Regions from separate parts of the Mus musculus genome. Here regions 1, 3, 4, 5, 6 and 7 are each linked to region 2. A link is a contact called in public HiChIP or PLAC-seq and promoter capture Hi-C data. All regions are on one chromosome and are shown on one strand. The core of a region is the stretch at or near the end of the contact, and the rest is flanking DNA. Distances in the headings are between cores, read along the strand shown. Region 1 holds the start of Ppil2 (peptidylprolyl isomerase (cyclophilin)-like 2). Region 2 holds the start of Yars2 (tyrosyl-tRNA synthetase 2 (mitochondrial)). Region 3 holds the start of Ypel1 (yippee like 1). Region 4 overlaps Prkdc (protein kinase, DNA activated, catalytic polypeptide). Region 5 holds the start of Ube2l3 (ubiquitin-conjugating enzyme E2L 3). Region 6 holds the start of Mapk1 (mitogen-activated protein kinase 1). Region 7 overlaps Mapk1 (mitogen-activated protein kinase 1).

The links. Promoter capture Hi-C pulls out the DNA fragments that hold promoters and counts their contacts. HiChIP or PLAC-seq counts read pairs in DNA pulled down with a chosen protein or histone mark.
Region 1: a promoter capture Hi-C map of 3T3-L1-derived adipocytes shows a contact between it and region 2, with 3 times the contacts expected there. The contact joins the promoter of Ppil2 here to the promoter of Yars2 in region 2. A contact is called at or near these places in 7 of 39 promoter capture datasets (the 3T3-L1 cell line, 3T3-L1-derived adipocytes, cranial neural crest and 3 more) and 2 of 115 datasets of contacts at active chromatin or transcription factors (large pre-B cells and pro-B cells).
Region 3: a contact with region 2 is called in a promoter capture Hi-C map of liver, with 2.6 times the contacts expected there. The contact joins the promoter of Ypel1 here to the promoter of Yars2 in region 2. A contact is called at or near these places in 12 of 39 promoter capture datasets (the 3T3-L1 cell line, 3T3-L1-derived adipocytes, the HPC-7 cell line and 7 more), 1 of 484 Hi-C or Micro-C datasets (embryonic stem cells), 5 of 115 datasets of contacts at active chromatin or transcription factors (acute myeloid leukemia, embryonic stem cells, large pre-B cells and 1 more) and 2 of 9 other capture datasets (embryonic stem cells and pancreatic islet).
Region 4: a contact with region 2 is called in a CTCF HiChIP or PLAC-seq map of the NIH/3T3 cell line, with 6 read pairs. The contact joins the enhancer-like site here to the promoter of Yars2 in region 2. A contact is called at or near these places in 1 of 39 promoter capture datasets (hippocampal neurons), 1 of 15 datasets of contacts at CTCF or cohesin (the NIH/3T3 cell line), 3 of 115 datasets of contacts at active chromatin or transcription factors (bone marrow-derived macrophages, embryonic stem cells and stem cell-derived neural progenitor cells) and 1 of 9 other capture datasets (liver).
Region 5: a contact with region 2 is called in a promoter capture Hi-C map of liver, with 3 times the contacts expected there. The contact joins the promoter of Ube2l3 here to the promoter of Yars2 in region 2. A contact is called at or near these places in 8 of 39 promoter capture datasets (the 3T3-L1 cell line, 3T3-L1-derived adipocytes, frontonasal cranial neural crest and 4 more).
Region 6: a contact with region 2 is called in a promoter capture Hi-C map of neural stem cells. The contact joins the promoter of Mapk1 here to the promoter of Yars2 in region 2. A contact is called at or near these places in 19 of 39 promoter capture datasets (the 3T3-L1 cell line, 3T3-L1-derived adipocytes, the C10 cell line and 13 more), 3 of 484 Hi-C or Micro-C datasets (CD8 T cells, erythroblasts and nephron progenitors), 7 of 115 datasets of contacts at active chromatin or transcription factors (the 230-238 cell line, astrocytes, embryonic forebrain and 4 more) and 1 of 9 other capture datasets (macrophages).
Region 7: a contact with region 2 is called in a promoter capture Hi-C map of the C10 cell line, with 2.9 times the contacts expected there. The contact joins the enhancer-like site here to the promoter of Yars2 in region 2. A contact is called at or near these places in 3 of 39 promoter capture datasets (the 3T3-L1 cell line, the C10 cell line and embryonic stem cells), 1 of 484 Hi-C or Micro-C datasets (embryonic stem cells), 1 of 115 datasets of contacts at active chromatin or transcription factors (embryonic stem cells) and 1 of 9 other capture datasets (embryonic stem cells).

What each region holds. Positions count from the first base shown.
Region 1 is chr16:17,109,399-17,113,416 of GRCm38.p6, forward strand. Ppil2 (peptidylprolyl isomerase (cyclophilin)-like 2) reads right to left here and starts at 1,854. Exons shown (of 21, transcript NM_001252444.1): 1 at 1,745-1,854; 2 at 247-296. The coding sequence starts at 1,776. It overlaps 2610318N02Rik (RIKEN cDNA 2610318N02 gene), which reads right to left. Exons shown (of 7, transcript NM_001358255.1): 7 at 4,000-4,018.
Region 2 is chr16:16,300,934-16,304,802 of GRCm38.p6, forward strand. Yars2 (tyrosyl-tRNA synthetase 2 (mitochondrial)) reads left to right here and starts at 2,032. Exons shown (of 5, transcript NM_198246.2): 1 at 2,032-2,814; 2 at 3,603-3,770. The coding sequence starts at 2,051.
Region 3 is chr16:17,068,623-17,072,448 of GRCm38.p6, forward strand. Ypel1 (yippee like 1) reads left to right here and starts at 1,517. Exons shown (of 5, transcript NM_023249.6): 1 at 1,517-1,741.
Region 4 is chr16:15,708,206-15,712,076 of GRCm38.p6, forward strand. Prkdc (protein kinase, DNA activated, catalytic polypeptide) reads left to right here. Exons shown (of 86, transcript NM_011159.2): 32 at 506-726. Among named protein-coding and RNA genes, the nearest start is that of Prkdc, 72 kb to the left of the region's middle. Within about 2 kb of position 1,721, at least 33 of the 459 cell types and tissues checked have an H3K27ac peak or open chromatin away from gene starts, as enhancers often do. A contact at or near this core is called in the NIH/3T3 cell line and bone marrow-derived macrophages, where this site is marked.
Region 5 is chr16:17,200,138-17,204,012 of GRCm38.p6, forward strand. It overlaps Ube2l3 (ubiquitin-conjugating enzyme E2L 3), which reads right to left and starts at 1,355. Exons shown (of 4, transcript NM_009456.2): 1 at 1,298-1,355. The coding sequence starts at 1,324.
Region 6 is chr16:16,981,983-16,985,835 of GRCm38.p6, forward strand. It overlaps Mapk1 (mitogen-activated protein kinase 1), which reads left to right and starts at 1,400. Exons shown (of 9, transcript NM_011949.3): 1 at 1,400-1,757. The coding sequence starts at 1,645.
Region 7 is chr16:17,008,655-17,012,652 of GRCm38.p6, forward strand. All of the region lies in intron 1 of Mapk1 (mitogen-activated protein kinase 1), which reads left to right. Among named protein-coding and RNA genes, the nearest start is that of Mapk1, 27 kb to the left of the region's middle. Within about 2 kb of position 2,672, at least 82 of the 459 cell types and tissues checked have an H3K27ac peak or open chromatin away from gene starts, as enhancers often do.

The DNA.
Region 1 (4,018 bases), core at 604-3,103, 810 kb after region 2:
AAAGAAAGAAAGAAAGAAAGAAAGAAAGAAAGAAGGCTATAGCACTTCCTAAGGAAAAGGCCTGAACTTGAAAGAGTTATATTTTTAAGTATTCTCCTCTAAGATGGAAGTATACTGTACTATGTTGAGTATATGTCCTCTTTTTATCAACTATGGACCGTCTCGTTATCTACTATAATGTCAGTGTTCTGGATAGCTCTGGATCACAGGAGACAGCATTCTTCAGGACCACCAGCATCCCCTTACCTGGCTTCCTGCCACCATAGAAATGAGTGTACTCAGCACAAGTGATATACCTGAGGAAGACAGAGCATGTGTTACTGGGTCCTGCCACGGACAGGACAGAAGCTGTAAAAGTAACTTATGACAGAACGCCCACTCACTTGTCAAATCACATTAAACATCTGCATTGTGTGGCACATAAGAAGGACAAAAGATGGAGAGATAAAGAAACATCAACAGCACCTTGTCCAGAAGGAAATGAACTGGACTTATAGACTATCTGACAGGAAGAGCTAGGCACACAAAGCTCTGGGGAAGCCCTTTACAGGAATAACACTTACTGAGGCTGGAACAGGACAAGCTGAATCTGTTCCAGAAAGGAGACAGCAGAGGAAGAGTGTGATGAGGTACGTAGCAGCAGAAAAAGACACAGAAGCAAGGACAGCGGCCGAGTCAAAAATGAGTCAAAGATCAAGGAGAGTACTCTCTATTTGCCTAAGTGTGATGGGAAGCTGGTGGGTGATTTTGAGCAGGACCCAGACATGATCTAACATAGCTCCAGTTGCTCTGTGCGGTTGTTCTTCTGTTAGGATGAGAATTGTCTTCAGTCTATATATAGTAAATCAGGGACCCACTATGTAACCACTGAGCTAGGATAAGAAACGGCAGGCTTAGGTGTGAAAATTATCAAGTTCCCTTTTAGCATACTAGTTTTGAAAAAGCTGTAAGTTTTCCAAGTGGAGAACTGAGTGAAAGCTGCTGACTTAGTGCAAGAGACTCTTTGAACAGATCCACCACAGGGATGAAGGAAACACCCCCGAGGTCTGGGACAAGGGGAGGGGAAGCCCAGCAAAGAGGAATGAAATAGAGATCATTCGCAGATTAAATTACTAAGCGCCAAGCCTTTAATCCTAGCACTCGGGAGGCAGAGGCAAGGGGATTTCTGAGTTCGAGGCCAGCCTGATCTACAAAGTGAGTTCCAGGACAGCCAGGGCTACACAGAGAAACCCTATCTTGAAAAACAAAAACAAAAACAAAAACAAACAAAAAAAACTACTAAGCGCATGTAAGATCTCACTAAAGGCTACTTTTGGAAAGGGAAGAAGCCCAAGGACTGAAAAGCTGGATACTAGATCTGGCAATACAGAAGTCAAAGATATCCTTGCAAGCAGCTAGGGGCGGGGAGCATCTGAAGAGACAACAGAAAACAGAAAGTACAGCAGCAGCAAATGGGAGGGGAACATGGAGCACGACCCGCCTATCTTCAACTTGAAGGCTGTCGCCTGTGTGTAGGCTCTCAGACTAGAGCCAGGACGAAGCGGACAACCAACTCAGGGGCAAAACTCGTTCGCAGAAAGGCTAGGGGTAGGGAAATCCCGGAAGTTAGTTAGTCCGGCGGTAGAACGCCCTGGCCCGCGTAGGCTGCACTGAGGGACGAGACCGCGCCTGTGAGAGCTGAGGCTTTCAGATGATAGCCTTCAGCACGGCGACGAGCTGAGACGAGAGACGCGACCCAACTTACATCTTGTCCTTCTGGTGCTGTCGCTTCCCCATGGTGGCAACAAACCGAAGAGACCACAGCAGACACTGACTATGGCGCCTCCGCTTTCTCAACTACTTCCGGAGATCGACGCACTGGATCCCGGAAGTTGGAAGAAAGCATTCTGGGAATTGTGGTTTCCAGGTGTCCAGGTGCTGGGTGCAGGCACCGTGCTAGGCTGAAGCTTGCTAACTTTGAGTAGAATCCACTTTTCCTGTCTCCCACCATACTGCGTTGCCTCCCCCAAGCCCTCAAAAACTTTTCTATGCACTGTCTGGCTACTTGTTCAGTCCATGCTATGCTAGGCAGACTCACTCAGACTCACCTCCTTTGTATCTAAAGATCTTCAACCTTTTTCACCTTCTCTAAAGCCATGTCCATGTGTATACTCAACTCTTCTCTCGTTCGGTCCCCACGCCCTTCAGGCCCATCAGCTGGCAGATGACCAAGCCCTCTCTGCTCCTTCTGTGGCCAGATCTTTGGTCTGGGTCTCATGTGCCGGGAGAATGGGTCCCAAGTCTCCTTTTTTTTTTTTTTTTTTGGTATTTCGAAACAGGGTTTCTCTGTGTAGCCCTGGCTGTCCTGGAACTCACTCTGTAGACCAGGCTGGCCTCGAACTCAGAAATCCGCCTGCCTCTGCCTCCCGAGTGCTGGGACTAGAGGAGTGTGCCACCATGCCCGGCCCCAAGTTTCCTTTTTAAAATTGTGTGTGTGGTTAAATAGTGGCCATGCCACAAGTGTAGAGCTCAGAGGACAAGTGAGGAGTTGGTTCTCTTTGCCAGACTTGCACAGCTCTTATTTGTTAAGGCATCTCTCCACCCTAAGCTGGGTTTTTGTTTGTTTTTGTTTTTTGAGACAGGGTTTCTCTGTGTAGCCCTGGCTGTCCTGGTGCTCACTCTATAGATCAGGCTGGCCTGGAACTCAGAAATCCACTGCCTCTGCCTCCCAAGTGCTGGGATTAAAGGTGTGTGCCACCACCGCCTGGCTGATCAAAGAATTCTTAATTTCCTTGTTCCAAATCTCCACTTTGATGCTAAATGGTATGTTCCATACCCTAACCCTAACCTCCTGATAAGATCTTCAACCAAATAATTTTAAGATGTCTTGTCAAATTCCTACATAAACATAAAACATTAGAAACCCCCTAGCCTTGCAGTTTGGGGGATATTAAAAAAAAAAATTCTCCTTTGAGACTATGCTCTCAAATCCTACTTTAGGGAGATAACCCTGTCTAACTGAAAATGCAACCAAAAAATCTGGGTCACTGGTCTGATTCTCATTTGGCAGGATTAACAAGGACCACCATCCACCCAGTTAGCCAAAGGCAGTCATCCTGTCAGCTTCTTACTTCATAACTTCTGCCTTCCAAATAAATCTTACCTCAAAAGATCTTTTAGCCCAGTATGGTGGTGTACACTTGGGAGGCAGAAGCAAGCAGATCTCTATGAGTCTGAGGCCAGCCTGGTCTACAGTGAGTAGAGAAACCATGTCTCAAAAGCAAATCAAAACTAAACAAAACTACCAGTACTTGGGAGGCAGAGGCTGGTAAGTTCTGTAAGTTCAAGTCCTCCTAGTCTACATATTGAGTTACAGGTCAACCAAGAATATACAGTGAGACCAAAACAAAACAAAACAAAAAAACACTTTCTTGGCCACCCCACTCACCTCTCTCATAGTTTATCATAATTTATAATTATATAGTAATTTTGCTTATGTTCTGATTTTTATTATCTATAGTCCCAAGTGAGGTATGATCAACCATGACTCAATATGTATATCCACTAATGTCCAGTAATGATTGACATCTTACATGGAGAAAGATTCTAAGGCCAGCATATGAGGTGACAATGAGAATCACAGTTTTGAAACTCGGGCAAGTAACAAGCTGTAAACTGACTGACCCACTCATTTCTCCTCTGGGTAGAAACACCTATCAAACTAGGCCTGTGTTTGGAGATTACATGCAGGAACAATATAGTGCACTTGCAACTCAAGGAAAGTGAAGCCCTAAGGGGTCTGAACCACTAAAGGGAAGAACGGGATTTCCCACCCCACTCTCTCAAGCACAACAGAATTGCTTGTTACAGTGCACGTGAGGGGCCATTGCACGTGTGATCCAAACACACACTGCCCATACTTGAGGGGTGAGGTTTGAAATAGGGTTTTTCTATAGAGTCCAGGCTATCCTTAAACTCTCTCCGTAGTCCAGGCGAAAGCAGAGAGGACATACAACAAGCTCAACACCAGGATGAACTT
Region 2 (3,869 bases), core at 782-3,281:
GAAATTAAACTCACTGATAATTAGATGAGCAAATACATTGATTAATCAAAATAACAAATTTATAACCCACTAAAATAAATGTCTTCTTCAAATACCTTAGTATTAGGACATGGAAAGATCTGTAGCTAATGGTCTGGGGATGGGTCAGGATCCTCTTTCAGGAACGTGAGTGTTGTTTGTCTTCTGCATATGACTCTTAGTCAAAAGGCTTGCCCAAAGTGTGGATTTCTCTCCAAGAGCATTCCATATTTAAAGATTAGCCGGTAATAAAGTGAAACAGCCTACCTCCTTGTTTCAGTTTGGAAGACTATGGAAGGAAATCTCAGCTCCTGACTTCCTCTGGGATACTGAATGACTCTTGTCTGGCCTGAGCTTTCTATTGCCGTGATAAAACAATATGACCAATGGCCTGGGAAGAAAAGCGTTTATTTCACTTTACAGCTTATAATTCGTCATTCAGGGAAGTCAGGGCAAGGACTCTAGTCAGAAAGACTCCTGAAGGAACTAAAGCCGAAGTCATGAAGGAGTGCTACATACTGGCTTATTCCACATTGTTTGATCAGCCTGATTTCTTTTAGCACCCAGGACCACCAAGGGTGGTGTTTCTTTTGGGACCCTGGGACAAGAGACTCAGGTGCATATTTTACATATGAAAACAGATCTGGCTTCCAGGTTCTCTCAGCATCCCTAAGTCTCTACCTGGCATACCCTATCCCCAACCCTGTACATTCCAGCCCAGGGGATGGGCTGCCCTTCCCTCAGACGCTCTTTGCTATACAATCTACACATTTTGCTCTCTCTCTCTCTCTCTCTCTCTCTCTCTCTCTCTCTCTCTCTCTCCCCACCCCCTGCCACAAGCCCTTTCTCCCCCCCCCCATGGCGACCCCCCCTGGCCTCAATTCTAGGGGGACAGTAAATCTGCTTTATAATCTAATCTGGTTTGAATTGGCTCATTTTACCGGAGAAAGGACCTATCAAGAGGCACCACCCACAGTGAGCTGGTCCCTTCCACATCAATCACTGATCACCACTGGCTTGTTCATAGGCCACATTGGTTGAGGGCATTTTCTCAGTTTAAGTACCTCAATGACTCTAACTTTGTCAACTTGGCATAAAACTAGCCAGCACACCTCTACTGCAACTTACTCCTGGCTCAATTGTTCTCTGTCTCCCTCCATAACCCCTACTTCTCTCACAATGGTAGGTGATGGCCACAAATGGCACATTCTCAATAATGCTACTCCACATAAATCAGGGAGTTTTGAAAGTATGGCCCACGTCTACTCATATATGGAAATGTCAGAATAAATTCATTATTTTGTACAATTTGTGTACGCTAATTAAAATGTTTAAAGAAAATTAGTCAGAATCTACAATGGGACTTGGGGGCTGGCTCACCTGCCATACAATTGCAAATGAGAGTCCTCATCCTGGTGAGAGGATTCCTAAAAGCACCTAATATGTTATGACTTTGAATGACTCCAGTTTTTGTTATACTAAACACAGGGAGTTCTTTCCTGTTTTGACTTTCCTCTTGCTAGGAGGAGACTGCCACCTTCAGGACACCCACTAATGACGTGTGTGTGTGTGTGTGTGTGTGTGTGTGTGTGTGCGCGCGCCTGCCTGCCTGCCTGTACTGTGACGAGGCTCTCATTAACTGGGGAAACTGGTACAAAGAAATTTCGTCTCCACTCCACTCCGAGTTCTTTCTACAGGTCCAAGACTTATGGGACTTGAGCATCACAGCTTTTGCATGATCATTTAAACGACAGTAAACATTTGTCGAGCGCTTACTACACCGCCAAGTGCTTTCACCACAGCTGTGAGACAGGAAGTACTATCACGACATCCTCACTGAGAAAACGGGAATGAAATGATAGAGGAACAGCGGGGGCCGCAAGACGGAACTCAGTCGGTCCACATTCCAGGACTGCCTACAGCACCAAAGCCTAACAGGCCTCCCGCTACGCCCGAGCATGCGTAGAGAGACACCGAGGCGCCCGCGGTCGCAGGGCGACAGAGGTCCAGCATGCCTTGCGTGTCCCGCAAGATGGCGGCGCCCATGCTGAGGCGCCTGTGCCGCGTTCCGCAGTCCCTGGTCTGGCTACGAGGGTCGCGTGCGGTGCGCCCGGGCGCGCGGGGAATGCTGGTGGCACCGAGGGCCCGCGGCTTGTTCAAGGAGTTCTTCCCCGAGAGCGGCACGAAGACAGAGCTCCCCGAACTCTTTGACCGCCGCAGGGCGGGCTCGTCCCCCCAGACGGTGTACTGCGGCTTCGACCCCACGGGCGACTCGCTCCACGTGGGGCACCTGCTAACTCTGTTGGGGCTCTTCCACTTCCAGCGAGCCGGCCACAACGTGATCGCGCTCGTGGGAGGCTCCACGGCCCTCCTGGGGGACCCCAGCGGCCGGACCAAGGGGCGCGAGGCGCTGAGCGCCGAGTGCGTGCGGGCCAACGCGCACGCCCTGCGGCGAGGGCTCGAGGCCCTGGCGGCCAACCACGCGCGCCTCTTCGCGGACGGCCGGCCCTGGGGCTCTTTCACGGTGCTGGACAACGCGGCCTGGTTCCAGGAGCAGCACCTGGTGGATTTCCTGGCCACGGTGGGCGGCCACTTCCGCATGGGCACTCTGCTGAGCCGGCTGAGCGTGCAGTCGCGTCTCAAGAGCCCCGAGGGCATGAGCTTGGCGGAGTTCTTTTACCAGGTGCTCCAGGCCTATGACTTCTACTACCTTTTCCAGCACTATGGATGCCGGGTCCAACTGGGCGGATCAGATCAGTTGGGCAACATCATGTCTGGCTACGAGTTCATCCACAAGTAAGCTGGAATTGTTAGAGCCTACGGAAACCCGGGGACGAGTATACAGAAGTAGTGTGTTATTCGTTAGGAAGATTGTAAGTTAGAGCTGGGAGTTAGAGCTGCTGGAAGCAGACCGATATTCAAGATTTGGATTGTGTCTGTTTTCCCTAAGTCGCCTTTAGTTTCTTTAGAAATTGTTATTTATCCTGAAAATAATTGGACTTCTGTTTAGAACCGTGTGCACTAATTTAGCTTTTCGCCTCCATAAAGATTTTCACAGCGTTTTCTTTTTTTAAAGATTGATTTATTTATGTATGAGTGCTCCATCTCTATGTAACACCTGCATGCCAGAAGAGGGCACCAAATTCTTATATTATATCCCACATGGTTGCTGGGAATTGAACCCAGGATCTCTGGAAGAACCACTGAGCCACCTCTCCAGTCCTCACAGTTTTCTTGAGGAACATAGATTATATGGCTGGTTCGTGTGCTACACGACAAAACTCATTTAAAAATATTAAAAGCCACCTTCTAAATGTACCTCCTGGTATCCTTTCGCCCAACTTTGTCATTTTTCTACCTGATCCTTCAAAAATCAAGTCCTGTTGACCTGCTCAGGTGCATTCCTCAATTGCACTTAAGCACGACACATGTAGATATAAAATGCGTGTTTTTATGGTTCTTGAGGACCTGAGTCCAGACTGAGAAAGGGTTTTAAAAACATATAGTAAGTAACCAGACTTAAATGTGTACTGTGCTTGGTGGAACTAATTGTGCCTAACAGAATACCATGAATGTATGTGTAGGTTGACTGGAGAGGATGTGTTTGGAATCACTGTACCTCTAATTACAAGTACAACTGGAGCAAAGCTGGGAAAGTCTGCTGGCAATGCGGTTTGGCTAAACAGAGAGAAAACATCACCGTTTGAACTTTATCAGTTCTTTGTCAGACAGCAAGATGATTCCGTAGAAAGGTAAGCTTTAATAGGCATTTGAGAAAAATTAATATGTAGTTATGATTCAGTTTTAGCTAGTGAATCTTTTTCTTTGTAGGTTTTTTTCATTGATTCTAT
Region 3 (3,826 bases), core at 267-2,766, 770 kb after region 2:
AACTTGGTATGTAGACCAGGCTGGCTTTGAACTCACAGAGACCCACCTGTCTCTGTCTCCCACCCCCAAGCACTACAATTAAAAGCATGCACCACTGCTCCCAGCAGACAGAAAAAATGTTGAAGATCAAATGATACATGTTCTCTCTCAAAGCAGATTCTAGCTGCTTGAAATGTTTGGATTTGTGTGTTTTTCCTGGAGTGCTTCCAGAAGTCAGGACGCTGGAAAAGGGCACTGGAGTATCCATGATATGAACAGGTAGGTGTTAGAAGTGGGATGGGTAGGAAAGGAAGGCTGGAGGAGGCCTAACCAATGCTAAGGAAATAGGAAAATGCCGTATATAAACCTACTATTTTCTAAGCTATTAAAAAAAACACATTTTTTAAAAGATTTATTTATTTCATGTATGTGAATACACTGTCGCTGTCTTCAGACACACCAGAAGAGGGCATCAGATCCCGTTACAGATGGTTGTGAGCAATCCATGTGGTTGCTGGGAGTTGAAATCAGGACCTCTGGAAGAGCAGTCAGTGCTATTAACTGCTGAGCCATCTCTCCCGCTTAAATTCTTTAAAAATAGAAGAGTCAGCCAGATGGTTCAGTGAGTGAGGGTGCCGCTATCAAGCCTGCTGACCTGAGTTCAAATCCAGGATCAATATGGTAGGTGAGAAGCAGAGCTAACCTCTGGTGCACAGGCATGTGCTTATTCACACAATAAGCTTAAAATATAAAGTTCAAGATCATGTTTGAGCTACATAGTTGAGGCCAGCTTGAATTACAGAATTACAGAGATCATATTCTAAAAGCCAAAAAAACATGAGACTCCCTAGCTAGGACGAATACAAAAATAGAGTAATCAGTCACTTGGGAGACTCACTAAGTAAATGGCAACTCAAAGGGCCCACAATCTAATCAATTAGGGGTATCCTCAATACAATAAATCCTAACAAGCACACTCTAGAGGGCGCAAATACGTCCTGCAATGTGTACATTCACCCTCAGCAGTGTGCTTTGAAAAATCGATCTAAAGAGACTAAGAAAAAAATAACAGAAGAAGCGCAGATGTGGGCATGGAGACTGGGTGATACTGCCTGTGTTTTGTGGGTAGGAAATCTAATCTGGGGTTCCATAATTCAAGTCCACGCAGACCTGGAGGCTCTTGGATGGCGACTTGGAGAGTGGAGAAAGGGTGGTCAGTATGGAGAGAGGGAAGAAGCTTGCGCTCTAGGGACCCAGCTGCAGAGGTCCTCCTGCCTGCAGCCTGAGGCGCAAACCTGTGGAAAATCTCGGTCCTTTGGCCTTCCAGGACCCTACCTCCCCACCGGCCCCGCGACCTGCCGGTTCGCCTGGGTTCCTCGTCAGGCCAGCCCACCGGACTCCTGGCGAGCTCCACCCGGACACGTTCCAGCCCAGTCCCCCGAGCGCAGCGGGGCGCGGGTGGACGCGTGGGGCAGGGCGAGGGGCGGGGAGCGTGGAGGGGCGGAGCGGCGGGAACGCGAGGGCGGGGCTCGGACACTGATTGGGCATCGCCACGTTCCGAGGCCGTTTATGGCGGCTGGGCTGGGCTACGGGTCCAAAACAAAGGGCAGGCGGCCCGCGAGGCGGCGGCAGGAGGATGCCTCGCGCCCGGAGTGGGCGCCAACGGCCGGAGCGCGTCCCGGGTCACACCGGGACCGCCTGAAAACCGAGCTCGCGCCGACCGAGCCTGGGCCGGATGGGCGCAGCGGACCGCGGAGCGGCCGTGAGTACGGGCGGGCCTCAGGGGTTCTCTGCGGAGACCTGAGGATCTCCGGCTCCGGGAGGCGGGGAAGCACCTGTTGGGCGCGGGCGGGCCGGGCGGGAGTGCGGAGGATGCGTTGACTTTTTGTTCTGATGTTCCGAACTGTTGGTATTTGGGTCATTAGAAGACAACGCAAAATCCCGGTCTTTCTTTCTTTCTTTTTTCTTCGCCCCCCCCCCCCCATTGTTTTTTCCCCTACCTTAAAAAATGGGGAAAGAAATAAATACAGAAGATACCTCCAATAAAAGAATATTATGGGGTGGCATTTTCAAGTTGCCTGTACAATAATAACTAAAGGGAATTGTCCTCATTGTTTACCACTTGTGGCTCTAGGCTTTATCAATGTAAATTGCTAACAGTAGCAACTAAATAAGATATTCTCTACTCAATAACTGCACAAATGGTCATCTTCGATCGTGTACTGAGCTCCAGGATAGAAAGCCGGCAGAATTCTGTTTTGGATAGATAATAGACGTTGAAAACATCATTTTTCAGCCCAAGGTCTTTCTAATTCAGTTGCCTTATAAGTATCCACAATGTATTCACCTTAACTAATGTATCTTGTCAAAGAATTGACCATACTCCTCCTCGCTCCGCTGAAGTTCCAAGACCAGGCTCACCTCCTCTGGGGAACTTCTCCAGGCCCCTCTGAGTAAGCCACCCTCACCCATCACCCAGGGCCCTTTACCTCTGCTGTGTTCTGGTAGATGTGTTAACAAATGTTTGCTGAGTACCCGTCTCCCTCTCCCCTAGGGGCTGGTCCAGTGGGTGTCTGTGTGCATGTGTATGGTGGGGTACAAATAAATAAACACACACACACATGTATATTCACCGTGTGTGTGCCTGGTATCTAGAGAAGCCAGAAGAGGGCATCGGATCCCCTAGAGCCGAAGTTATGGATCCTCCACAAGAGCAGCAGGTGCTAAAGGATGTCAGCCCATCTCTCCAGCCATACTGTGGGCTCTTAAAAAAGTCAGGGGTGCTGTATTTGAAGAGTTTTGCTACCAGGATCCCTAGGTCTATGTGTTCCTAGCCAAGGGACTATGTGGTTAGCATGTCTTCTTAGGGATTAGACCAAAATCTTGACTTACCACAGATATATAGCAGCCCAGGGGCTGGCCCATATGAAACACTAAAAATACATACATACATACAGACAGACAGACAGACAGTTGAATCAATGCCAGTAATCAATCTGAATAGAAGTCTTTTCTTTTCCTGTTTTTTTTTTTGTTTGTTTGTTTTTGTTTTTTTTTTTACTTATGCATTTTCGGCAAGTGCTCTACCACAACCACAGCTCCAACTTTATAAATAAACTTAATTTTATAAAAGAGCTGGGGGTGTGGCTGGGTGGTAGGGCTCAGCATGTGTGAGGCCCTTGGTCTCCCCCCCACTAGACACGCAAATCAGAAGTTCCCCCTCAGCTCTGGCGGACCCAGCTCAGCCACCCTTCATTGCTGGGGTACACCTGGTCACACTGAGTACCTCAGGGGATCTGTTCTTAAATCCCAGGTTGTCCTTGCATTCTAAAGAACCGAAGTTGTTTGTTTGGCACTCTGTGTTAGCACAGATGCTCTGATGTCGTTCTTCAGTCCCACAAGCACAGGCACGGATGGAGGCGACAGGGCTGGATAGTCTTAATGCATCTTTCTTGATGGAGCGTTGAGAAATGCTGCACCAAAAGTTTAAAATATAAAGAAGCAGCTTATTTGTAGTATGTGAAACCTAATCTTCTCATGCTAGGCTCGTGGGATGAAAGTTTTAGCTGAGGGTTTGGGTACAGGAAGAGAGCTGAGCATACAGGGGAAGCCACTATGTTGTGGAACCCGGAATGAGATCGGTTGTGCCCCCAGGAGAGACCCTCTTATTACAGCTCAGTGCCTGGATCCCACACACCGTACCTGGAGTGAAAACACTTGACTGTTGGACTATAGTTATCCAGCATGTGAGTAAATAAAGCTGTCTTGCCAGGCCAGGGATGGTGGCACACACCTTCCAGCCCAGCACACGGGAATGAGAGCCAGGGACCTCAGTTAACCAGGCCTG
Region 4 (3,871 bases), core at 471-2,970, 590 kb before region 2:
GTAAGTCATGGTGACAGGAAGATGTGGCAGATCACTTCATGATTGACTAAAAATGAGAGAATCCCAGAACACAAAGACACTGCACAAAGACAAGATTACCAGGGACCCATGTCTTCTAACTATTCTCATCTTTTTAAAAGCTGCACAACTCCCATAATAGCTGCAGCAGGTGGGAGCACATGTTCAAACCATAGCAGAGGACTGGGAATATAACCCAGTGGCAGGGTGAATACATAAATAAATGACCTGACCTTGTGTAGACATTTTTACTATATATGAAATTGAATTCTATTTCAATTATAATTTAGTTCAAAATTTGAACTAAGAAGCTAAGAAGAAATGGCTTCTGTTTGTTGATCTTTCCTTTAACATTTTTTTCTTTGAAATAGTCTTTAATTTGTTATTAAGTATATATTATCACTTGTATTTCAAAAAGGCACTGTACATTAGTTTTAGTAGAGTTAGAAAGAAAGGCATAGTAATATTTTGCTGCTATTATTTCTAGGTGCTGAAGTACAGTCTTCACTTTTGAAGTCAGTGGCTTTCTTTTTAGAAAGCATAGCAACCCATAGCGCTAGAGCAGTAGAACAACGCTTTGGCTCCGGGGCGCCGGGCCCTCCCAGCCTCCACGAGGAAGAGAAGTACAATTACAGCAAGTGCACAGTCTTAGTCCGGATCATGGAATTCACCACAACCCTGCTCATCGCCTCTCCAGAGGACTGCAAGGTAGAGTCCCCTCTCCCGCTCTGTTAACTGGAGATTGGTGCTTTATAATGCAAAGTGTTTTAAGTTTCCTTAAGATCAGATCCTGTAATATTTACATTGCGATTCAAAATTACAGTTATCAAGTAGCAATCAAAAGAACTTTATGGTTTGGGGTTGCTATAACACAAGGAACTATATTAAAGGTTGAGAGCCAGTGCCTTAGATCATTAGACATAAGGGAGAAACATCAAAATTACATTCAGATCCCATCGTAGCCCACTTCAAATATTTATCCTCAAGAAATGAAATAGAAACAAAAACTGGCGATGATTGAGAAGCAAAGCAAGTGCTGCTTTGGGGAGCTCGGCCAGAGAGTGCATGGGAAAGTGCTTGCTCGCCATGGATTCCATGCCTAATACTGTCATCTCACTAAAAACAGGATCAAAAATTAGCACAACCACTGTGGAAATCAATCACCTTCAAAAACTAAAAGTGTAATCACTGTCTATGACTTAGGCACACGATTCTGGTCATTACCCAAAGGAGTCAACATCAGTGGAGCGATGCCTTGCCTTCATGATCATTTGTCATTTGTTTGTTTGCTTGTTTGTTTATTTTTGAGACAAGTGGAAATTATAACCATGGCTGGCTGGGACTTACAGTGTAAACCAGGGTGGTCTGGAATTCACAGATTCACCTGCCTCTGCCTCACTAGGGCTGTGATTAAAGGTGTGTGACCAGCTATCCTTACATTCATGATAGCAAGTTAGAGAATCAACCTAGGTGCCATTAATGGATGAATGAATGTGTGTGTTTATATTCATAAGGGTGTGCTATTCTCCAGCCATAATGAATAATGAAACATAATTTATTGGAGAATAAATGAAAGTAAACATCATATTAACTGGTCAACCAGACCCAGTCAAGTATCACATTTCCTGTCATGTGTGTGACCAAGCCAGCTTAGTCACTCAACAGGGTCTCAATGGAGGGAGTGAGGATTGACAAAGGAAAACAGCCAGACAGAATTATCACATGACTCAGCCTATACTGACAAAATTATCACATGACTCAGCCTGTACTGAGGCTGAAGCGGCTTTATGTCTCCCCAGCCTGCTTTATATCATTCTTGTGATAGCCAAAAAACATGGTCAGTTCTAAGATCAAAGATGAAGTCATCAAGAGAAGTAGTAAAGAGATCACACAAAATAGTAATTAAGTAAAGAAGTAAGCAAAAGGATCACACAAATTAATAATTAAGTAACAAAGCCCCATGGTCACTGTTTCTAATACTCTTATCTGAGCCTACTTCCTTGTCTTAGCCCAGTGACAAATACTGTATTCCTAGAAGTGGCACCATAGGCTCTCAACATGTGTGGACTGCTTTTATTGTGTCCCATAAGTTTTGGTATGTTTGTCTTCATTTTCATTAAATTCTAAAAAGCCTTTAATTTCTTTATTTTTTCCTTGACCAAGTTATCATTGAGTAGAGCGTTGTTCAGCTTCCATATGTATGTGTGCTTTCTGTTGTTTTTGTTGGTATTTAAGACCAGCCGTAGTCCGTGGTGACCTGATAGGATGTATAGGATTATTTCAGTCTTGTATCCGTTGAGGCCTGTTTTGTGTCCAATTATATGCTCAATTTGGGAGAGGGTACCATGAGGTGCTGAGAAGAAGGAATATTCTTTTGCTTTAGGATGAAATGTTCTATAAATATCTGTTAAATCCATTTGGTTCATAACTTCTGCAGTTTCACTTGTCTGTTTAGTTTGTGTTTCCATGATGTAAGAGTAAGGTGTTGAATTCTCGCACTATTATTGTGCGTGGTAGGATGTGTGCTTTGAGCTTTAATAAAGGTTCAAATGCTCTTTCATTTGGAGCATAGAGGTTCAGAATTGAGAGTTCATCTTGGTAGATTTTTCCTTTGACCAGTATGAAGTGTCCTTTCTTATCTTTTTTTGATAACTTTTGGTTGAGAGTTGATTTTATTTGATATTAGAATGGCTAGTCCAGAGGCAGAGGCAATTGGATTTCTGAGTTCGAGGCCAGCCTGGTCTACAAAGTGAGTTCCAGGACAGCCAGTAGGGCTATACAGAGAAACCCTGTCTCGAAAAAACCAAAACCAAAACAAACAAACAAACAAAAAAAGAATGGCTACTCCAGTTTAGAAAGTTGTTTTACAACCTTTTTTTTTTTAATCAATCCCATTTTTTTATTAGATATTTTCTTTATTTACATTTGAAATGTTGTCCCCTTTCCAATTTCCCCCGAAAAATCTCCTATCCTCTCAACTCTCCCCGTGCTCCCTAACCCACCCGCTCCCTATTCCTGGCCCAGGCATTCCCCTACACTGGGGCATAGAACCTTCACAGGACCAAGGGCCTCTCCTCCCACTGATGACCAACTAGGCCATCTTCAGCTACATATGCAGCTAAATTCACGAGTCCCTCCATGTGTTTTCTTTGATTGGTAGTTTAATCCCAGGGAGCTCTGGGGGTACTGGTTAGTTCATATGGTTGTTACTCCTAGGGGGCTGCAAACCCGTTCAGCTCCTTGGGTACTTTCTCTAGCTCCTTCATTGGGGACCCTGTGCTCTGTCTAATGGATGACTGTGAGCATCCACTTCTGTATTTGTCAGGCACTGGCAGAACCTCTCAGGAGACAGCTATATATCAGGCTCCTGTCAGCAAGCTCTTGTTGGCATCTGCAATAGTATCTGGGTTTGGTGGTTGTTTATGGGATGGATCCCCAGGTGGGGCAGTTTCTGGATGGTCATTCCTTCAGTCTCTGCTCTGAACTTGGTCTCTGTAACTCCTTCCATGGGCATTTTGTTCCCCCTTCTAAGAAGGGTAGAAGTATACACACTTTGGTCTTCCTTCTTCTTGAGCTTCATGTGTTTTGCAAATTGTATCTTGGATATTCTGAGCTCCTGGGCTAATACCCACTTATCAGTGAGTACATATCATGTGTGTTCTTTTGTGATTGTGTTACCTCACTTAGGATGATATCCTCAAGATCCATCCATTTGTCTAAGTTTTATAACCTTTCACTTTGAGGTAGTGTTGGCCTTTGTCACTGAGGTACGTTTCAAGCGGGCCAGTGTTGGTGCACACTTATAATCCCAGCACTTGGGGAGCAGAGGCAGGTGGATTTCTGAGTTCAATGG
Region 5 (3,875 bases), core at 105-2,604, 900 kb after region 2:
AGAGAAGGGGACCTGAGAAAAGGCAGATGAATTCATGTCATCAAATTACAAGAAAACAGCATGCAGTCACGAAATCTTCCTAAACTGAAACCCACAAGGCTGAAGGGACGACAACTTTTGGGGTTTGAACACGGAAGTGATTAGCATTCCTTTCCTGTAGGTAAATGATGGAGTGTCACCCGCAGAACAGATAAGGGGGTTTGATCACAATTGTTTTGTGCCCACTTCCACTCTAGTTTTATCAAATGTTCTCTCTAGGTTTCAGTGAGCAAATGGCTTTCTTTTGTTTCCAGTGACTCCATCAACCAAATACAAATTTGGTCTCAAGAGCCAGCTCCTGCGACCTTTTTTATTTCCGGTCCGGCGAGAGCTCGGCCGCACTACCAGGTAGCACTCAAACACTGGCGGGTTATCTTTAGAGGATGTCCGCAGATCTACTCGTGAAAAACTCCAACTGAGCACCTATATTGTATGCTTCACCAAAGGAGCCAATTAGTGAAGTGACACTCCCATACATTCAAGATACAAAGTGCGTATACCAAGTTATTTTCGTAAACTTTGGCAGGTTTTGATTTCAACGACAGAAACCAACCCCCACCCTTCATCAGGGAAAGGAGATGCGGATGACTAAGAGGTGGATAGAAAAGAGAACCTAGCTACGCAGGGAGACGACCCCACGCCTTCCTAGAGTTGGAACTTGTCGGCTGTGTGACTCTGCAGTCACAAGGCGACAGTTTGCGTGGACCCAACACAATTTCAAAAGACCACCAACTAACTGACCTAACTTTGGCCGCCTGCCCTCCTCCTTCCTTTCCCGTCTCGGGCCTCGCAGCCTCCCGGTCCCGGAGCTGTGGGCTGGCGGAATGGGGCTCAGAGAACGGCGACCGCGGCCCAGGACCGGGCGGCTCCGCGGCGCGTACTCCCAGCCGGGGCTCCGGCTTTCTTCCCCGAGGGCGCCCAGCTTGGGGCCTCCAGGCCCGGCCCACACATCAACGGCGTCCTCGACCCGGACCGCGGCCGCTGCGACGGAGGGCCCGGCTTCGCTCCAGGAGGAGGGGGCTCGAGAACTGCCCAGGCTGATCCGAAGGGCCGGCAGCGGCGGCTCTCAGCGCGGCCTTGCGCTCCCGCCCAGGCTGCGGCCTAGGCGGCCCCGTTAGATCTCTCCGCACGCGGCACAGCGGGGCCACGCAATGAGGGATGAAGAACGGCGTCGCCCCAAGGAACCGCGGCCCGCCGTAGGGGTCCCGGCCCGGGGACGCCGCCCCCCGCCTGGCCAGCGCCAGAGAATGGCTTTTACCTTCATCAGCCTCCTGCTGGCCGCCATCTTGGATCTGGTGCTGCTGCTTTCCCAAAATGCATCGCGGTAGGCCAGGCGGCTAGAACCCCCTCACTTCCTGGAGCGGGGGAGGGGCTAACCGGGAAGAGCGCGGAATAGAGAAATGTGCCTACTGTGTGCAGGTCCCAGGGCTATAGAATCCTGTGTAGACTCGAGTGACCTGGACAGTTAAAGATCCTTACTTTATGGCGCCTCCAATCCTATGGCAAGTACATACAGTGCTTGACACATAGTAGGTGCACTATAAATAGTGTGTACACAAAATAATAGAATAATCAAGATTATTTCAGGCACTACTAAACATTGTGAAGAAATCAAAACTGGGAGATGAGAAAGTTATTCTGTTACTGAACACGTAATACAATCGGTAAAGTGCCTGCCTGATCAAGAAGGACCTGAATTTGGGTTCCCAAGAACCCACACAGAAGCAAGCATGGTCATTAGCACTAGGGGAGGTAAGTTACAGTTAGATCTCTGAAGTTCTTTTTCTAACCTGCCTAACTGAATTGATGGTGAGCCTCAGATTCAAGGAGAAAACCTGTAAAGTACAAACAAGGAAAGAATTCTGTGGACCTCAGGTCTCCACATGCATGTGTGTGCACGCCCACACTAACATTCACATACAGCCTCCTACACACAAGAACTACAGGATCTGCTTCTCAGGAAGGCTCACTGAAGAAATACCATGAATAAGACAGTGCAGGGCAGCCGAAGATAAGTGGATTGTGCCTTTAATTCCTGCAGAGGGAGGCAGAGGCAAGCAGAATATAGATTCTAGCCAGCCTAGCTACATAGTATGATCCTAGTAATGGCTGAAATATCCAGAGAGGAAGAAAGAAACTGCCAGAAGGCAAACCCTACACTCACTCAGTGCTTTTACAAGTGGAGAAGTGTTGGAGGTTGGGAGATGAGATGTAGATAAGGCCTCATGTAGCCTAAGGTGGCCTCAAAATTCACTATATAACTAAAGATGACCTTAAACTCCTGATCCTCCAGCTTCCACCCTCAAGTTCTGAAAGTACCTGTACTCCATGAGTAACATCCATGTGCCCATTAGAAAGGATTTTTGCTTTGGTCTTTTGATGCCCTTTCTATCTAAAATTAATAGACTCCCTAAGGGAAAATCACTTGACACCAGTGGGGGAATGGTGGGCTAGGCCACCAAGACCCCAGACTCCATGTCTCAAAAGGGCTGAAGCTCTAAGGAGAAACTAGCAGTACAGAGCTGGCAACATGAGGCCGACAGAAATGTGAAGAGAATGCATTGCTTTCATTCAGCAGAATATTCAGGACACTTAATTCAGAGGTTTTCAAATTTGGTTCAAACAATATAACTCTTTTTTTGTTTGTTTGTTTGTTTTGTTGTTCTTGTTTTGAGACATGGGCTTGCTATGTAACCTTGGCTGGCCTTGAACTCAAAGAAATCCACCAATCTCTGCCTCCCAATTGCTAGGATTAAGGGTTATAATACCCATCTATAATACCCATCTTAAGATCATATAATTTGAGCCTGGAGGTGGTAGAGCCATATCCTCTGATTTTCCACAAGTACACCATAATATCCATGAGCATACACACAGAGAGAGAGAGAGAGAGAAAGAGAGAGATGCTCATCTGAAGACCCGAGTTTGATTTCTTTTTTGTTTTGCTTTCCTAGACAGGATCTCCCTGTATAGCCCTGGCTGTTCTGTAACTCACTCTGTAGACCAGGCTGGCATCAAACTCAGAAATCCGCCTGCCTCTGCCTCCCAAGTGCTGGGATTAAAGGTGTGCACCACCACTTCCCAGCACCAAGTTTGATTTATAGCATCCATAAGGTGGCTCACAGCACTTATAGCTCCAGTCTCAGAGGATCTGACACCCTCTTCTGACCTCTGAGGGCACTGTATACATCTGGAGCTGCTCAGACATACATGCATATATATAAAGTACCAATACACATAAAAATATACTTAAAAAAGTAAAGAGAGGAAGAAGTGTTGGTGTGGTGAAAGGGAGACAAGGGAGGGCAGAGGCAAGAATAATCAAAATTTCAATTCTGTTTTGTTTTTGAGGTAGGATTTCTGTATATATTCCTGGCTATCCTAGAACTCACTATTTGTACCAGACTGCCCTCAAACTCACAGAAATCTACTTGTCTGGTGCCTGTTGAAGCCAGAAGAGGGCATTGGATCCCTGGAACTATACTGACAGACAGTTGTGAGCCTTCATACTGGAAGAGCACTGAGCAATCTCTTCAGGCCTACTACTTCTTTGTTAAGCCAGTGTCTTTCTTAGAATATATACATGACACTTATGAGATCTGTACACTGGGGCAGGTAGAAATTCTCTTCCCTTTGCTTCCTCGATTCACCCTTGCAGTCCTGTGCTATCCAAGGAACTCTGAAACCCCACAGAATCCAGTTTGAAAACAGCCCATGTAATCTTTCTCTTTCATTTTGTAAGTGGGGAGACTCAGAGAAAGCAGTAACATGGCTTAATCTGCCTCCAAGTCTGTAACTCGTTCTCACATATCTCAAGCACAGTGGTGTCCTGGGTC
Region 6 (3,853 bases), core at 150-2,649, 680 kb after region 2:
TTGGTTTTGTTTTTTTGAGACAGGGTTTCTCTGCATATTCTTGGCTATCCTGGAACTCACTCTGTAGACCAGGCTGGCTTCCAATTCATAAGCGATCTGCCTGCCACTGCCTCACAAGTGGTGGGAATCAAGGTGTGAGGCACCATGCCGCCTTGCTGCTTTTAGTTTTTAGTTTACTATTTCAGAAGCTTCCCCTCAAGTTAGAATGTTTCAAGTTCATAGAATGTTTCAGTCCTTCAGGAAACTGTTGCACAACACCTGGACCCGAGTCCCCAAATTTCTATGTCTTTTTCCAGTGTCCCTACCCACAGCTCTCTATACTTTCCCTTGGCTTTTTATTTCTTCACAACACTTAAGTGCAAATATTGTATTTTGTCTGTCTTTTCACTCTGGAAGCATGGCTGGCTCCAGTGCCGTAGATATTCAGCAAATCTTCTTGAACAAACCTCTAATTAGGGGATTCAATGTCTTGTGTTTTGGTTTCTGCTTACTTATGTCTCACACTGTTAGGTGTGTGTCACGGGCAAGAAGGTAGATATATGTAGTTAGTATAACAAAAGTTATATTTTATTATGCTGAAGGTCATCATGCAAGGTTTACAGTCTAAATTTCTTACAGTCCTAAGCCTGTCTCCCCAAGGTCACCTGTGTCACCTATCTTAGCTTCAGATCAGGTTTCTGATTTGAGGATCAGGACCCTGGCGGGGGGGGGGGGGGGGGGGGGGGAGTGGATTCTCTAGCCACAGAGCAGATCAAGGTGTATCTCTCCAGATGTGTAGAGCAAATCACTGCTTTTGGTCTCTGCTTATATTCTGTCCAGTGGGCATCATGGGGTTCTAGGACTGTATCTGGTTATCTTGCGTGAGTGATGTCACTGAGCTCTGGATCAGGAGCAGCCTTGGATGCTGTGGGATTCCTGCTTAATCTAGTTTTATATGTCTAAAAGGCATTTTTTAAAATTATGCTCATTACAGGGTGAAAGTTTTTTTCTGGGTCTGGGTTATGCTTTTTGGTTTCTGTCCCACTCTGATGGTCTAAGTTCATCAGAGTGCACAATGTGGGCCACGTATTCTTAGAGGTCTGTCTCAGGGGTCCCGTGGTTGGTGTGCAGTGAGTCCTCTGGTCTCAAGCCAAGTCCCTGGTCCCGTGTGAGTTCGTTCTGGACCAGGCACAGCACCAGGACAGTGGGTGGGACTCTGTGGGGTCCTTATGCCTAAATTCCAACCTAGCTCTCTAGAGCTACCCAGCGCTTGGGTCTCCGAGCGCACATGACGTCCCTCCCCCGCAGCCGCAGTGCTCCTGCCTCACCTCGCTGCTTCCGCCGACCCGCGAGACTCCGCCCTCTCTACCAAGAGAAGCCAATCAACACGCACGCCCTTGACTCCGCCCTAGCGCCCTTCGACGCGAACCCTTCCCTCCTCCCACTCGTAGCCCGCCCGTCAGGCAGGAAGGCTGGCAGTGGTTCTACCGGCGGTTAATTCTCTCCTCTGTGTTGTCCTCCTTCCTCGTTCCCGATCGCCGGCGGGGGCGGCTACACGGGCGGCAGCGCGGTTCCTGCGGGAAGCGCAGCATAAGTCGAGCGGCAGCCGCGAAGCGTCGAACCGAACGCGGCGGCGGCGGCGGCGGCGGCGGCTGTGCAGCCAACATGGCGGCGGCGGCGGCGGCGGGCCCGGAGATGGTCCGCGGGCAGGTGTTCGACGTAGGGCCGCGCTACACCAACCTCTCGTACATCGGAGAAGGCGCCTACGGCATGGTTTGGTGAGTATCCGCGCTGGATTTCAGGCCCGGCCTCACGCGGTCACCCTGTGCCCCCTGCCTGTGGCTGATCTGGACGCACCCACGGCCCTTCCCGCGCCTTGGCCTCGCGTTCTGCGGCGCCCCGGACCCCTGGCTTCTTGGCCTTCACTCCTGGAGCCCTGGGGCGGGGTCCTGGAGCCGGTCGAGGCTTAGGTGTTGCTCCTCGTCTTCCTCTGCTGCTTCTCGTTTGCGGTTGGAGGGGCAACCCCGATTGAGGCCAGGACTCGAAGACTCCGGGGCTTGGTCTTAAAGCGCGTACTTTCGAGGCTTCTCCCTCGGGACGGGAACGGAAGTACACTGTGTCTCCTAATTTATAGCATTATAGCCACCGCCTCTTGACATTAGATTAAAGCCAGGAATTGTATTAGATGCTTGTCCGTGGTGGCGGCGGCCATGGTTTTGCAAGACGGAATAATAGGCTTGTGTGCTGAGCACCAAAATATTTTTCTTCTCTTCTGTGTACGTGAACAGCATTCACAAAATATCTTAAGTAGCGCTAATGATGCTTTCTGCCTCGGGCTTAACCGTTAATGACACAGCGTTGGTTGTGGACATATTGAAATCTTGAAGTTTCAAAATGGATTTAAATATACCGATTGTGTTTCAGAAAGGATAAGCCAGCATCACTCTAGAATTATTAAGAAGTATTTGGAGTTAGTCCTAATTTGACTTTAAATTATCCCGTCGTTACCCTCAAGAGTACTCTCTTAACAGTGTGAATGTATCCATATGTTTTAGCCCGATTACTGTGATCGTTTCCCCATAACGTTTCAGTGTTCAAGAATAGTTTTTGCACGATCACTTGCAGGATTTCCTGCATGTGGAATGTTGAAGTGTATTGTTTTAACTAAAACAAGTTCATTTATCGAAGGTCTCTGAGATAGTTTAATTTAACTTAGCTATCTTGAGGAAAGAGAAGACAGCCTTTTTCAGATAAGGTATTGAAAGGAAGTCCTTTTACAGGGCGAAGAACTAGAATCAAGCTTTGCTGTAGAAAGATCCTGTTTTAAATGCTTCAGCTCTTGAGCTATTGCACAGGCCTCTCCTTGATTTAATAATCTCAGGACTTCGGCATATTTTCCTGATGAACAAGTCTATTCAGAAATGCATTAAAATTTGAATAGTCATAATTTTAGAAATGCCAGAAAAGGTGTGTTTTCACCAAGTGTGCTAACAAGATAGAATAATTAACGTTCTTTTTTTTTTTTTTTAAAGAAAAGACTCATGAATAGTTATATTTTTATGAGCAAAATGTCTCATAGTATACAATTACGAAGATAAAAGTGAACTGGACCTGCAAGTCAAAAGAGGAATGGAGAAAAAGTACTTTCCATATCACATTTGTCTTGCATGTATTACTACCCTGTACCTGCTGGTAAATATGCCAGTAACACTTATTATTGACACTCATGATTACCCACTATAGGCTCATTTATTTAAGGGGGGATTATTTTAAGTAGGGACAAAAAAAAATTAGGATCTGTCAGTTGAACTCACACATTCCCCACCACCCTGAGAAGATGGATTATTTAGATCCTGTTGCTATTCACCTTTGAAGTTTCCACTTGCTGTGCAGAATTCTTTTTAAAATTCAAATTTTAGGGGCTGGAGAGATGAGTCGGCATTTAAGAGCACTGGCTGATCTGGGTTCAATTCCCATGGCAGTTCACAACTGTCTGTAATTACAGTTCCAGAAGATGAGATGTTCTCATAGAGATGCATTCAAGCGAAACATTCATATGCATAAAATAAAGTTAATTCATTTTTTTAAGACAGGGTTTCTCTGTGTTGTTGCCCTGGCTGTCCTGGAACTCAGTTTTTAGACTAGGCTGGCACCTGCCTCTGCCTTCCACCTGGCACCTACAAATTTTAATTTTAAGAAAAATGCAGATGTAATTGGAATTTAAATCCTAACATCAGCCTTTTATCTCCAGATTGATAACATATCTTAGGTATCTTAGTATTTATTTAATAGTCTTAATTGTATGTCATTAGCATCTCATCAATGTTGAGTTTATGGCAGCTTCTTAAGTATCTACTTGAATAGTTGTGATCTT
Region 7 (3,998 bases), core at 1,422-3,921, 710 kb after region 2:
TATGAACACACAAACCACTGTACCTTGGTTCTCATGTGGGTGCTAGGGATCTGAACTCCAATTCTCATGCTCATACAACACACACTTTGCCAACTGGGCTATTCTCCAGTCTCCTCAGTCTTAAACATCCCCTTCAAAGTATAATTTTTATGTAATAAAAAGCATTTTTGGGAGTGGAAAAGTGGCTTAGGGTATGTATGGCTGTGCTTAAGAGTATGTGAAGTCCTGAATTCAATTCTCAACACCAAGAAAAATAAAAAAGGTAGAACATTGTCATTGGGGTTTTTGTTGTTTGTTGTTTTGATTGGTTGGTTGGTTTACTTTGTAAGGCAGGGTCTATGTAGCTCTGACTGTCCTGGTATTCATTGTGTAGACCAGACTAGCGCCAAGCTCATGGAGCTTGCCCGCCTCTGCTTCCCATGTATTAGGATCAAAGGTATGCGCCGCCATGTTACATTTTAATACTTCTTTATATAATTAAGTCTTGATACCTATATGTACTTGTGTAACTGTCTCCACCAGCACAGTGAAGTCACAGAAATTTATATCACCAAAAAAATTCTCTTGCTCCTTTACAGTGAGTCTATATAAGCACAGATCAACTTTTTGTCAAAGGGGGGGTATCTACAGCTTTCCTAGAATTTCATATATATTATTCCACATCATATGGAGTAGAAAATAAATTATTTTCTTCAGATTCATTCTTGTTACTGCATGTCTCAATTCACACACACACACACACACACACACACGTATATATAGTCTCTTCTAGATAAATATTTTTGAGCAAGTAGCTAAGCGCTTGCAGCTTATACACAAGTTCAAGGCAGGGAGAGACTCTGCTGATAAGGGATGAATTAGATCTGCCTTTGCTTTGCTTTATAGTTGCTTTTTAGGCTCATCCTGAGGCACCATGTCTTTATTCCATTTGTGGTTTTTCTCATTTTTATTTGGGATCCTGGACTTGACGGGGAAAAAAATCTTACACAGGAATCTTAGAAATGGAAGGAACTCTTTCTTATTCCTTCCTATTGGAAGGTACATGCTTCCTTCTTAGGAACCAACTTCTGTCTTAGTTAGGGTTTTACTGCTGTGAACAGACATCATGACCAAGGCAAGTCCTATAAAAAACAACATTTCATTGGGGCTAGCTTACAGGTTCAGAGGTTCAGTCCATTATCATCAAGGCAGGAGCATGGCAGCATCCAGGCAGGCATGGCGCAGGAGGAGCTGAGAGTTCTATGTCTTCATCCAAAGGCTGCTAGTGGAAGACTAGCCACTTGGGAAAGAGTAGCATCTGCTTGGTTTCTCCTGTATAAAGTAACTTTTTTCATTTTGTCCTCAAACTTTGGGACAATTTCAAAGACTACATTTGAAATAACATTGAGCCAGGGGGGCAGGGTGTATATACCTTTAATCTTAGCACTCTGGAGGCAGAGGCAGAGGTCAACCTGGTCTACAAATCAAGTTCCAGGACAGCCAAGCCTATGCAGAGAGACCTGTCACGAGGAACAAGGCGGAAGGGGAAATAGACCTGTTCTCATTGTTTTGGGCATCTTGCGTGAGTGGATGTGAGTATGAGTCAGATTGTGGCGATCAACCTGTGTCCTAGTCACTGAGGAACTTGGTACACTTTCATCTTCGCAAGTGTGTCTTAGTTGACATGATTCCCCTTGCCGTTCCCCCTGCTTGTCCATTGGGAACTTTCTTTTTCACCCCACTAGTTCCCAACCTTAATCCGCCTACTTTCTTCATAATCCCTCACAGTAGCCTACCTGCATCTTCTAGTCATCCTTCCCCTGTTCTGTTATCATCTTTTTTTTTTTAATTAGGTATTTTCCTCGTTTACATTTTCAATGCTATCCCAAAGGTCCCCCATACCCACCCCCCCAATCCCCTACCCACCCACTCCCCCTTTTTGGCCCTGGCGTTCCCCTGTACTGGGGCATATAAAGTTTGCAAGTCCAGTGGGCCTCTCTTTGCAGTGATGGCTGACTAGGCCATCTTTTTTTTTTTTTTTTTTTTTTCCATTTTTTATTAGGTATTTAGCTCATTTACATTTCCAATGCTATACCAAAAGTCCCCCATAGCCACCCACCCCCACTCCCCTACCCACCCACTCCCCTTTTTTGGCCCTGGCGTTACCCTGTACTGGGGCATATAAAGTTTGCGTGTCCAATGGGCCTCTCTTTCCAGTGATGGCCGCCTAGGCCATCTTTTGATACATATGCAGCTAGAGACAAGAGCTCCGGAGTACTGGTTAGTTCATAATGTTGTTCCACCTATAGGGTTGCAGATCCCTTTAGCTTCTTGGGTACTTTCTCTAGCTCCTGTTATCATCTTTTAAAAGCACTTTTCTTTCCACTCATATCTGCCTTCCCTTCGTTTTCTTATAGCACCAAAGTCATCCAACCTCATTTCACTGTAGACTGAGAGAATGCTTTCCAGTTCTTAGCCTTCTCTATCTCAGTTTCAAGTTTCACGTTTCTGACTTCTGAAATACCGTTCTCTTCCCCTCTTAGTCTGTCTGAGTAAACACATAGTTTAATAGTTGGATAAGGGTTCTTAGTCTTTTATTGTTTTAGTTTCTTACTGCCCTTAACTGACTTATCATTACTTATTCTGAGTCATGTCCCCAGATCTCTTTTCCCAGCTTTTCCCCTTAACAGTGAAACCTGCTATGGCTTCTGTGACTCTTGCACTTCTGAGAACCATGGTATCCAGCACATGATCCACAGTCATCTTTAGATCTCTAAGTCAGATAGGCAAGGGATGTAACTTGATGTAGAACGCTTGCCTACAATACACAGGGGTCCACCCTCATCATATTCATTTGTTCATATATACAAACATATAGATGTACATATATGTAAATCATTCTTGAGTCCTACGTTAAAGGGATATACCTCCCACCCATTTCTGCCTCTGTTGTTTGTAAAACCTAGGGTAAAGCTATGGAATCCTGCATACTATAAAAATCAAGTTAAGAAATAGTAAATGGAATATATGTTCTTCCTACTGTGATGAGTATTATATTTTCTTAATGCTTATTTTTATAAGGCTTAACTAGAATATTCTTAAGCTACTTAGAGTCCTGTGCCAACAGGAGAGCACACCCACAGCATACTCCTCTGCTTGGCCACAATGTTCTCCTCAGTGGAGCTCCAGAACAAGAGTGTCCTGCTACACATGAATTGCATAGTTTCTGAGAGAGAAATCGGGGGCTGTGGGTGAGCATGGTTCCTTCTGGAAAGGGATGGTGCGGGTGAGGTCAGTGGTCCCATAGTCATTCTGGCCCCTTTTCTTTCCATATGTTTCTAAATTGCTTGTACCCCTGCTTTTGTGTAAAAAGTCTATTCCTAGGGTTGGAGAGAATAGCCTAGTGGTTAAGAGCACTGACCGTTCTTCCAGAGGTCCTAAGTTAAATTCCCAGCAACCATCAGTATACTTATATACAATAAATAAATAAATTTTAAGAGAAAAAGTCTACTCGTATAGGATGTGGTTTCTATAGGGCAGTCTGCCTACTTGCTGCCCTACTCCCCCACCCTGCTTTCCCTTTTTCTTCTTTTTAACTTTTTTTTTTTTTTCTCGAGACAGGGTTTCTCTGTGTAGCCCTGGCTGTCTGGAGCTCACTCAGTAGACCAGGCTGGCCTTGAACTCAGAAATCTGCCTGCCTCTGCCTCCCAAGTGCTGGGATTAAAGGTGTGCGCCACCACTGTCCAGCCCTCTTTCTTCTTTTAGACAGGGTCTCATTGTATATATGAGTGCTTTGCACTCCCTGTGTAGACTCAGTTGGACTCTTTTTTGGTCTTTGTTTTTTCCTGAACTGGGTTTCTCCATATAGTCCTGACTGCCTCTGCCTCCTGGGTGCTTGGATTAAAGATGTGCACCATGGGACCCAACTTTTCATTTCTTTGTCCTTATTTGGAATTAATTTACCCAGATTCTCTTCGTGTTTAGCAAGTGTATTTCTGTAAGGGTTGTAGGGTGTGTGT